Linked DNA regions of Mus musculus: all the other regions are linked to region 4. A link is a contact called in public HiChIP or PLAC-seq and promoter capture Hi-C data. All regions are on one chromosome and are shown on one strand. The core of a region is the stretch at or near the end of the contact, and the rest is flanking DNA. Distances in the headings are between cores, read along the strand shown. Region 1 holds the start of Zfp202 (zinc finger protein 202). Region 2 holds the start of Hyls1 (HYLS1, centriolar and ciliogenesis associated). Region 3 holds the start of Tirap (toll-interleukin 1 receptor (TIR) domain-containing adaptor protein). Region 4 holds the start of Tbrg1 (transforming growth factor beta regulated gene 1).

Region 1 (2,700 bases), core at 107-2,606, 2.5 Mb before region 4:
AGTGGCCTTGGAATGACTGTCTCCTGCAATTATACAGGTAGAATGCAAAGGGTGTGTACATAGGAGACAGGAGGAAAGGTCAGCAGCTGTCTTAGAAGAAAAATGTACTGCCTTCCTCCTAACCCTTTTATGTTAGGCAGCAATAGCAGAAAGTGACTCAAGATATTTGATGGCCTCCAAATATCCCACTGTCACTTGCTTCTCCTAGCAAGCTTCTCACAGCCATCCTGACACTTCATTGAAACTGTTTTCTGGATTAAGGTCCATGGGGCTGCTTCAAAGAAAAAGCTGCACAGAGAGATGCCTTGTGACTTCGTTGCCCCAAGCTTTCCCTACTGCCTTTCACCTGTAGACTATGGACAGAATAACCTGACAGCAAAACCCTAGATGTGGCACTCCTAACCACGACCAAGACGATAAGCTGGACCTAGAGATCTCCCTTTGGGGAGTTCTGCACAGAGAAAAGACAGCGCTATCCATGTGTAGAATACGAGACAGCCACAGCCCAGGGGAAAGTGTGTGAGAGGACCAGGTCGGCCATGGAATAAAAAACTAGCAAACTTTCAGTCCACTATGGAAAGTCCCGCAGATGGTGAGATGAGCTGGAGAAGAGGTCCCCGAGCTGGTTGTCAGGGGTAGGAAGAAAGAAGTTCAGACAGTGCAGACAGTAGCCTCTAGCTCTACAGGGAAGTTCTGAGCCTGTCACTAAGCCAGGTGAGAGCCACACGCTAGACGGCCAAGGACTGGCAAGGATCACAGGTGATAAGATCGCATGTGAAGGGGGCGGGGTTCGCTGGGAAGGAGGGAAGGCAAAACCTGCAGGGAGGGCTCTGGAGCAATGTGCGATGCAGAGTGAAAAGTCTGAAGAGAGGGGAAGGTGGGCGTCAAGGGGCCTAGGCTACACCCCACTGGCTTCTAGCGCACCGGAGCGGTTGGTATGGACGCAATCCGAGGGGCACAGTGCATGTCCGCAGGCCCCCAGAGGGGGCGGAAGGAGGTGGCTGGGCAGAGAAGCCTGGAGTGCCACCCTTGTCTCCGGACGTCCCGGCTCTGGCCGCGAGGAGGTGACATGGTTACAACGCCCAGGCCGCGGGGACCCCGCCGCCACCCCTTCCCTGGCAGGCGCTGTCCCCCGGCGCCGGGGGGGCGGGGTCTGCTGCCCCTCCCAATGCTCCTGCCCTTCCCTCCCCGCCCGCTGCGGTGCCCGCTCGCCGGCCAGGTCCCCGACACTCACGTCTCCCGCGGCTCCGGCGGCTCCTCCCCTGCCCGGTGCTCCCCCACCCACTCCCGGCCGAAAGAGCCGAGCGGGATCCGAGTCGCGCGGGGCCCAGCGGGTCGGAACACGTGGGTCCTCTGCGCCCGGAACCGGAAGCGACCACTCGCCCCACCTCCAAGGGGTGCTGGAGCCTGTCTAGGCTGTAGGAGGTTTGGTCCACTCGTTGTGTTCCTGTTGGTCGAAGCCTGGGGCTTCTCCAGTGAGACCCATGCCGGGAAGCATTCCCTGGACTGCTGCCCTCTATGGCCAGTCCCCTTTGCGGCAAACCCATCACCTTCCTAGGCGTGGTATTCATTGTCCACTTCCTACAGGGTTTTGTTTTCATCTTTCATGTTGGTTTTGGTATCTACATCTCCACAAGAGAATCCCCTCCTTCCCACGCAGTTTTCTTTTCCTTCAAGCATGGAAGAATAAAAAAAGAAAGGTTTAGATTTGAATGCTGGCTCCTTCATGCACAGCTGTTGCCGGGCCGCCAGAACATCTGCCTGTCAACTCTGTCCGTCTTGAAAAAACACAAACTGTTGGTCTTAGAACTAAAAACTGGAAGGTAGACTGAAGCTCAGTAAGGAAATGGTGGTGTTGTCTATTAACCTTTGTGTGCTATTTTGGTGCCTCTTTGCCACTGTCTTCCCTGATCTAAGTTGTTCATTTTTGTCTTTGTCCCTAACACTTCTATAGTCCATCTTGCCCTGAATGTCACATGGTGACATGTGCAAGTCTTCTCCTTTCAGCCATTTCTTGAAAACCGTTTCCGTTCATGGGACAAACTGCTCGAGACTGCTTAGCATACTTTGAACTGGACATGTTAATTGCTTTTGCTAGAGAGGCAGCTGTGTTCTGCAGAGGGTGTTACAACACCCTTGATCAAAGCTTTGTTGAAGCCCCAACTGGAAGACTGTTCTTCGGTCAAAGGAGTGGATGGAGTCTACCTCTAGCCTGGCTGAAGACCGAGCAATCGTGAGATTTAATCCAGTTGTGCCCAGCCAATCACCTGACCACCCCACCAGAATGCAAGTTCACTTAATACCGTGGTAAAAGACATGGGAGTTGGTGACGGTATCCCTTTAATGAGATAGATAATGTACTTTTTCAGAAACCTGATTCTGTTCAGTTCAGGCAGTCAGTGCCAGAATGGGCAGGTCTGTCTGCCCTTCTGAGTCCTGACTAAGGTATACTTTTCCCCTCCTCCTCCTCTTCCTCTTCCTGTTCCTCTTCCCCCTCCTCCTCCCCTTCGTTTTTTTTTTTTTTTTTTTTTTTTTTTTTTTTTTTTTAAATCTTTATCTGAGGACACTGGACAGAGCCAAAGTATGCTTTTTCTGTTACTTGGAGCCTTTCTATTATTTTCTGAAGTATCCCTCCCTCTGCTGCACTATGTGACTGCTTACAATGACAGGTTTGTTTTCTTCCTCTTGTCCATTTTCTTT
Region 2 (2,700 bases), core at 15-2,514, 2.1 Mb after region 4:
ACCTTGCTTAAGACACATTAGCTGGAGGTTCCATGCTAAAGGAAATTCCATACAAGCATTACATGAAAGCAGGATATTTGTCCTAAGAATGTGTGTAATAAAGTAGTGTCACATTGTCCATCAAGGGGTAGTCATTCAGTTTTCATAAATTCTTAACTGCCTCAGAGGTAGAGCAAGGGCCCTGATTAAAAAGCTAAGTAGGCAAGTGATAAGAGGCAGAGGCAGGTGGATTTCTGAGTTTGAGGCCAGCCTGGTCTACAAAGTAAATTCCAGGACAGCCAGGGATATACAGAGAAACCCTGTCTCAAAAAGCAAAAAAAAAAAAAAAAAACCTCAACAAAAAAAGAATTGTTTGGAAGATTTAAGCATTCTAGCATTTGAGGGGTGGGGGTACGTATGAGTGCTCTGTCTGATGAACACCCGCTCCCAGAAGAGAGCATAAGATCCCTTTATGAGCCAACCATGTGCAACTATGTGATTACTAGGAATTGAACTCAGGACCTATGGAAGAGCAACCCGTGCTCTTAACCCCAGAGCTATCTTAACAACCCAGCTTTCTATATATTAAGAAATAAACACCTATTTGTATTTGATGTAGAAAGTTAAAGTACGGGGGATGGGGGCCTCTTTTCCGATCTTACCCTCAGTAGTCCCCAAAGCACTAGGGTCCCTTTTTTTTTCTTTGTAAGTACACAAATCATTGTAAACGTCAGACATACATGTAATATTTTTATTATACTATTTTGTTAACAGTACGCTAGAAAAGGAGGGCAATAATAGTGCGTTCTGGAAGAGTGCATACCGTGCCGCGGGGACCGCTGCAGCTGGAATTGGTCGGGCGGTCCTATCGCGGGTTGCAGTGGAGACCGACTCACGAGCCGGGCCAGCCACGCCCCAGAACCCTCCCCTCCGCTACCCTCCGACGCCGCCGGCCACAGCCAAGAGCGGCTGCGGCACGGAGCAGGGCCAGCCCGTTGCCTAACCGCCAGACTAACACCCACACGACCAAGAAACAGATTCCGCGCCACGGTCCGGCGGGTTCCCACTTCAGCTCCACGCCCCAAACCCCGCTTCCGGGCCCGAGGTTGGGGAGGGCTTAGAGAAAATGTGCACCAATCGTTATGTAGACGTGGAGAACGTCTGGCCTCTGGACCAACGAGAGAGATGGTGGGCGGAGCCAAAGGCGTGGGCTCTCTTCGGGATTTAAACTTGAACAGCGGACCGTTAACGACTACGCTGAACGTGGAGGTGTCGTGCGCCTGCGCGAGTGGGAAACAGCGTTCCGGGGTGAGCCGCGACTGCTAGACCCTGGGCAGCGGCGGCCGAGGCTGGTGAGGATCACGGAGCCGGAGCGGTGGACCTTTCCTGGGACAGGGTGCAGCGGAGCCCACGCTCTTTCCCTCGGCCGCTGCGCGTGGATTCGCGTTTTCTTCCCTGCCAGGTTCTGGCGTTCAAGGTAAATCTCGGCAGCGTTGCTCGGGACGTCTTTAACTCGCAGCCCGAGCACAGGCCGCCCAAGCCCCTGCAGGTCACAATGTAATGTACACCTTGCCTGCGCCACTTTTGCCCGGTGGGCAAGCGAGTGGACAGAGCCCTCCCTGCCAGCATGGAAACGGGGACGGGTCCCTGGGGAAGTCGAGCTCACGGCACGCCCGTGGCCAGATGGTGCGACTGGTGGTGTTATTGTTGGAAGAGCAGGGAAGTAGCCTCAGGTTTGGGTTACACCTTCCGTGGATTCAAGTGTACAGCCGGCTTGCTTAGGATTTAGGATAGCAAGTAAAACTGAAGGAACCCCTCTGGGTGATCTTACCCCAGAAAGAGTGAGAAAACCCGTATAAAAACTATACAATACAAACAAAAATATCACTGTGCCCTTTCTTTCAAGTTGGCTAGGTTTTTTCAGTGTGCAGTGCTGATGAAAGTGAAAATAGAGGCACTCTAACGCGTGTGTTGAGGTAATAATCAGTTTTTCTAGAGAGCAGTTTGTCATTCAATTTAGAAGTTAAATTGCACCATAATTTCAGTTATAGCCAAATACAGGAATTTAAAGGGTTAAAAATCCCACCCCACCCCCCAGCCCTGAATCTTTTTACTGTAACTAGGTAATCCTGGAGCATTAAACTGTTTGAGGGTTTTTTGTTTTTAAGGGAAAGGTAATTTTAGTCACTATTACCCATATTTATCCTCGATATATAAGATGGCTTAGCTTGTGAGATCGTTGTAAGCAAAGGAACTGAGTATAACCTATAAACATGAGAAGTTGCATTTCACTTGTAAGCATCTACATATTTGAGGTGTAAAAATGAAGGGGACATAATTTGAACACAAAGGAACAGGACTTTATCACTGTAAGGATGCCATTAAAAATCATCTTGGCTTTAGTCTAAAATCACCCCAGGCCAACTCCAGAAGAGATATATACATGTCTCAATTAAACTTCAAAACCTTTTGAAGTAATTCCACTTTTTAAGTGAAGTAAGCTTTATTCCCTACTTTACATTTTTCTAACATTCAGTCCTACTTTGGAGTTTGTATAAATATTCTCTCTCTGAAGTAATTTTGTAAAAATACCTTTAGGAGCTTCTCATTGACTGCTTCTGTGATGACAACCAAGAAGCTAACTGAACCCATTTTCTTTTATATTCATCCCCAGACAACCTCTTAAGAGGATTTGCCTCAGCCTTGAACTCTTGCTTCTAT
Region 3 (2,700 bases), core at 109-2,608, 2.5 Mb after region 4:
CATGGTGGCTCACAACCATCCGTAACGAAATCTGACTCCCTCTTCTGGAGTGTCTGAAGACAGCGACAGTGTGCTTACATAAATAAATAAATAAATAAATAAATAAATAAAATCTTTTAAAAAAAAAAGGGTTTAGATATGCTAAAAAAAAAAAAAAAAAAAAAAAGAAATGGTTTATTCTTGAGCCATACCTGAGTGACCACGTCCCAGGAATATAGATTTAGGTTATCCTAAACTGCATGTTTCAGTGTGGAAGGAGCTTCACAACGTTTTAAATTGTTACAGAACAAAGTCATAAATCAAGCCAAGTTTAAAATACATTGTCGGGCACATCGCAGAGGCAGTACAGCAAGACTGGGGCTGGGGAGACCTTTGCTGTAGGACTCAGGTGTTATCTGATGATAGCTTTCGGGTTGGGCAGCTAGGGATCTGCTCAAGGTATGGCTGGCCGATCCGTGGGGTTTAGAGCTAGCTGAGCCTCCGGACAGGCAATATTCCTATCTCTCCAACTCACTGCAGTTCTAATCAGTAAGTCAGCCTTTGCAGACACAATTGCTTTCCAGGAATTCTTATGAATATTCATCTCTCACAACACCAGCATCCAGAGAATGTAATTTTGATGAGTAAACCTAGAAAGATCATTCATGAACAGCGCCACGGCATCAACTGCCTCCCTCTGAACAAGTTACAGGTTGGCTTGGCTGGAGAGAAAAAGAAATCAAGAGTGGGCTAATAAGGCCTTACACCAGCCCATTCTACTCCTGCCACCTGCAGTATTTCATGTGAGTTGGTTTTAGGTTGGTGTTTTAATAACAATATTCCCTTGGCGTTTCACAAAGCTCACAGCAGGAACTCTAAGAAGTGGAGGCAGAGGACTTAAATATTTCATCAGGGCTTACCAACACTTTGCCCAGCCACCCTTTTTTTGCAGTTATTTTGGTACCCTTGGAAATGCAGTTGAAATGCCATTAGGAAATCCCTGCCCTGAAGGCCAGCACTTTTGGCCAGACTGATTCCAGCCTGTGGGCAGCAACCTTAATGGGACCCATATCCCAGTAAAAGAACGGACCTCCCAGGGGCTAGCCGGCTTCTTTGTCCACTTAACCTACCTTACTTAAGGGGATGAAAGTCTCATTTTCCCCAACCGTGCGAAAGAAGGTAAGGTCTGCACCTCCCTTTCTGGAGTTTTCTCCTCGTCCCTTTGCCCTCACACAAGACAAACCGCGGCTCAGGGCTTCACGGCAGCCTCAGGGAGCTCGGGTGTCTGGGTTCAGCCTCGGGTCGTAACCAGGCAGCTGGGAATCTTGAGCGACGCGGACTGGCGAGCGCCCCCTAGGGTCCGGCCGGCGGGTGTGGGCAGGAGAGTGGCTAGTGCGGGCGGGAGGGCCGTGGCCGAGGAGCTTCCGGGAGCCGGGGCGCGGGCACTTCCCGGACGAGTCTGCAACCCGCAGCGTGGAGCCGCGTAGGTGAGCGGGCGGCGGGGACGCGGGGCGGTGGGCGGACGGGCCCTGCCGAGTCAGCCCTTTCCCCGGGACAACGCTCCCCTGATCCGCCCCTTCCAATCTGGGGTCCAGCACTCCCCCGAAAGCCGCCACCTTTCTGTGGCACCGATGCCAGCATGGAGCTGTTAGTCCGGCTGGGCTTCAAGCAGTCCGGCCACATCAAGTGGCTCTCCCTAGCTCCCTGAAGTCTCTGCCCTGTCATAACCTGGCCCCTCTGGGCTTGACTTTGTGGCAAAGTTCTGCATTAGTGTCACTTTATTTAAAGTTAAGAACCCACTGGGCGTTGCTATCACGGTCATTTAACGGGCATCCACCAGGGATTACTACAGTGCCAAGTACCAGAGGGACTAGGGGAGTAGGAACAGTTCGGTCCTTAGGTCAGACACTGGCTGGCAGGTAAACCAGAAACCCGAGAAGCGCAACTAGAGAAGGAAGTAGGGAGTTCTCCATCGGACAGACCTACCCAGGAATGACTCAGAGGAAGCCTTGCTTTGTTTTCAGACTTTAAGAAACAATATCAACCAGCATACCGAAACACAGATCCCGAGTCCTACCAAGCCACTTTTCACAGGCTTTCTTGTGTAACCTGCATCCAGAACAGTAAGTCTATGTACGTACATATGCTGCTTGATGTATAACATCATGTCGAAAAGGTGGACTGTGGACTGGTCATCCGATTTACTGAACATGGTTGTTTTCAGCTTTGGCCTGTTTTGAGTTTGTGTGACTTTTGTACCTTTGCTCAGTTTGATAGTGTGCAGTAGCTTTCTAAAACAGTTGTGTTTGGGGCCAGAGCAGAGGCTCGGTGGTTAAGAGCACTGGCTGCTGTTTCAGAGGACCCTAGTTGAATCTCCTCACCCACATAGTGGCTCACAAACATCTCTGTCACAAACTCTGGTTCCGGATGACCCAATGCCCTCTCTGGCCTCTACAGGCACATGGCATGAAAGTGATATATAGACACACACACACACACACAGGCAAAACATCCATGCACAGAAACGAACATTTTCTAAGCTAAAAATAAAAACTGTGCTTGCTGGCTATCACAGCAGACACCTGTGATCCCAGCACGCTGGTGGAGGTGAGAAGAGGTAAGTTCAGGGCCAGCCTGGGCTATCAAACCCTATCTCAAAACAAAGCAAGCAAGCACAGAAGTTACGGCAGTCACTCCCAGCAGCACATTCTGTGTGCTCCC
Region 4 (2,700 bases), core at 109-2,608:
GAGTTTGGCACTGTTAAGAACCCAGTCTATCAAAGCCAACAAATAAACAATACCTTCTTTTTTGTCAAATTTGCAAGAAAATTGCCTTAATTGTAAAAGAAAAAGTCTCAAGTGAAAAAAAAAAATAATAATAAACATGTTTGGGACTATTCCACTGAAGTCTACTGGCCAAAAGAGCTTTCAACTAAAGCAGAGGCTGGGACTTTCCTCCTCATAGACACAACACACGAAGAAGATGAATAATACAAAAAGTCAGATAGATGTCAAAGTCTATGAGAACAAAATGCAGCTAAACAGCAAATCAGGCAGTTAAAACTAACGCTTTATTAAGAATAAAGTCAATTTCGATTACTATGAGTGCTTTCAGATTCCAAGCTAGAATTCCAGTATATATTTTCAAAGCAGTGTATTTTATAAGTTGTCACAATTCTGATGGCTTTTAAAACCAACTAAATCCACAGGAGCACCTTAGGTATTTGTGAAGGCAAATGGTACCCTGGAGTTGCATTATTAAGACCCAACCAAGTTCAAAAAAAGCAGCTTGTTACATGGGCAGTCATAGAAGAGTATCTACACGCTTTTTCTCTTGGGTTGCAGTTTGTCAAAACTGCAATGGTTTTTACAGTTTTCAGAGATTAAATACTTGGATCACTTACTGAATTCTAAGTTGTCTTTATCAGTATTAGGTTTTTCTCTAGTAATTCAGTGAGCGCGTTAATTATGTAACATACTTCTTGGCTTCCATGTACAACCGTAAACGTCTAGATTTGGAGAATTTAACAATAATTATCTTTTATATGAGTACACTAGTTTGGAAATCCACCCCATCTCATTTCTTACTTTGAGAGGGAGAAAACAAACAACAAAAACAAAATGTGAAAAAGAGGCTCAGTCAATTGGTTTGACACTACTGAAAGAAAAAAACGATAGGAAGTATGTGTACTTGAAACGCTCCTGGTTTCATTTTAAAACCACTGAAAGCCGACCTTGTGCTACTTAACATTTTATTAAAACAGTTTGCTAACTAGATACCAAGCTTTGGGGCAATCAAGGTCTTGTTTTACTATCCCCGAAGTTCACAGCCTAAGAAACACTTGTGCGATCAGCACATATGGGAAACTGAGTTCCCCGCATTAGTATTTAAGTCTGCTAAAACCCCAGGAAGGCCTGCTGCTCAGAGCAACCTGGGAAAGCAGATGTGGACGTGCATTCCCTGAGGGCACCTGCCTGAGCGTCTGCATCAGGACTTTAAACTCTTCCCTACTTCGCTGGCTATCAGCCGGGTAGGACCGGTTCTTTCCAGCTCCAGCTCCTTGCAACCCTGAGCCACACCCGTCCTCCCAGCCCACCGCTAGGTCCGAACCACCGCAACTTCCAAACCCGGAAGTTACACGTGGCGGTGCTTTTGCGCAACTTCCGGCGGGTCTTCCTTGGGAAATCGACTGGGAAGTGCCGAGGATCGCCATCTGTTTCTGCCTGCGCTCCATCCCCTCCGCGCCCCGGAGCTCCAGAACCCGGTCTGATCATGAGCGTGTTGAGCGGCCTGGCCTCCGAGCCGCGCACCCCGCTGTCCAGCAAGGCCAGGATGAAAAGGCTCCCGAGGAAGAGCCAGAACGAGAAGTACCGGCTGAAGTACCTGCGGCTGCGCAGAGCAGCTAAGGCCACGGTGTTTGTGAGTCTGGGTTTGGGTGGGGACTGTCTTCCCCACCTCAACTCTCTCAGAGAAAGAATATCCGTCCAGTGTTAGTTGCCTCGCTTGGGAATATTAGTTCCATATCCTTGCATAAGTTATTCCTCTAGTCCTGTCAACTCCTCTATAAATGAGGACTGAAGAGTGCTCCGCCAGCAAACTTTAGTCATTACCTTCTTGCTACTTTTCGTTTCGAGCCTAAGGAGTGTCTTTTAAGGCGAGCACACTGAAATGAAGCCCAGAGGGATGACGTGCCCTAACTCCAACTTGGATACCCTGATTCCAGTTTATTATTTACTCTACACAGCCTGTTTCCTAAGTACACCCAACCCTAACGCCATGGCTGCCGCTTTCGTAAACAGGCACCTAAATCTTTCAAAATTGTCCTGGTTGTAGCTCCCTTTGACGAGGCTTCTAGGTGTTTCTGCCTTCCCTCCATCCGAAACTGAAAGTGGAACTCAACATCAGGAAACAGGCTACCTCCTCCTGCTGAGGTGTATAGACACTTCCTGCTTTAATTGTAGGGATTTAGGATTTGATGAGTAAACTTCTTTACCAGCCAAGAAGTATTAGGGTCTAATAAATCTGATAACAGTCTAATAAATAGACTATTCTAGCTTAGCCAGTCACCTCAGTGCTTGCTTGGTAATAGGTATACGGTCCATATACCCTCACATCTGAACCTGCAGTTTAACACTTCTTTCTACAAGGTCTTTGTAGACGTATCGGGAAAAGTTTTGACTTTCAATTTGTTGTTGCTAAAACATTTAACGCTTGTATATGTGTCGAGGGAAATATGAGTAAATCAGGAAGTCAACACCTTATACTCACTGTTCTCTCTTGTCACATGATGTCAGAGCCTGCCTAATGCTTACAAGTCGACATTTAAAGATAGTGTTGGTTTCGTTAAGTATACAAAGATCTTATGAAACCAAAGGGTCTCCGTGTACTTAAACCAACTGATGCCTTGAACACCAATTTGAGGCTCCACCTGTGAAACACCCAAATAG

What was found. Promoter capture Hi-C pulls out the DNA fragments that hold promoters and counts their contacts. HiChIP or PLAC-seq counts read pairs in DNA pulled down with a chosen protein or histone mark. Capture Hi-C pulls out chosen DNA fragments and counts their contacts.
Region 1: a contact with region 4 is called in a promoter capture Hi-C map of 3T3-L1-derived adipocytes, with 4 times the contacts expected there. The contact joins the promoter of Zfp202 here to the promoter of Tbrg1 in region 4. A contact is called at or near these places in 8 of 39 promoter capture datasets (the 3T3-L1 cell line, 3T3-L1-derived adipocytes, cranial neural crest and 5 more) and 2 of 115 datasets of contacts at active chromatin or transcription factors (embryonic stem cells and stem cell-derived neural progenitor cells).
Region 2: a contact with region 4 is called in an H3K4me3 HiChIP or PLAC-seq map of stem cell-derived neural progenitor cells, with 7 times the contacts expected there. The contact joins the promoter of Hyls1 here to the promoter of Tbrg1 in region 4. A contact is called at or near these places in 6 of 39 promoter capture datasets (the 3T3-L1 cell line, cranial neural crest, hippocampal neurons and 2 more), 2 of 484 Hi-C or Micro-C datasets (B cells and the G1E-ER4 cell line), 3 of 115 datasets of contacts at active chromatin or transcription factors (astrocytes, embryonic forebrain and stem cell-derived neural progenitor cells) and 3 of 9 other capture datasets (adipose tissue, embryonic stem cells and liver).
Region 3: a promoter capture Hi-C map of liver shows a contact between it and region 4, with 2.3 times the contacts expected there. The contact joins the promoter of Tirap here to the promoter of Tbrg1 in region 4. A contact is called at or near these places in 3 of 39 promoter capture datasets (cranial neural crest, liver and pre-B cells) and 1 of 9 other capture datasets (liver).

Annotation. Positions count from the first base shown.
Region 1 is chr9:40,190,972-40,193,671 of GRCm38.p6, reverse strand. Zfp202 (zinc finger protein 202) reads right to left here and starts at 1,356. Exons shown (of 7, transcript NM_030713.2): 1 at 1,235-1,356.
Region 2 is chr9:35,568,633-35,571,332 of GRCm38.p6, reverse strand. Hyls1 (HYLS1, centriolar and ciliogenesis associated) reads left to right here and starts at 1,264. Exons shown (of 4, transcript NM_029762.1): 1 at 1,264-1,456.
Region 3 is chr9:35,198,623-35,201,322 of GRCm38.p6, reverse strand. Tirap (toll-interleukin 1 receptor (TIR) domain-containing adaptor protein) reads left to right here and starts at 1,358. Exons shown (of 7, transcript NM_054096.2): 1 at 1,358-1,466; 2 at 2,004-2,112.
Region 4 is chr9:37,655,970-37,658,669 of GRCm38.p6, reverse strand. It overlaps Tbrg1 (transforming growth factor beta regulated gene 1), which reads left to right and starts at 1,358. Exons shown (of 9, transcript NM_025289.3): 1 at 1,358-1,672. The coding sequence starts at 1,526.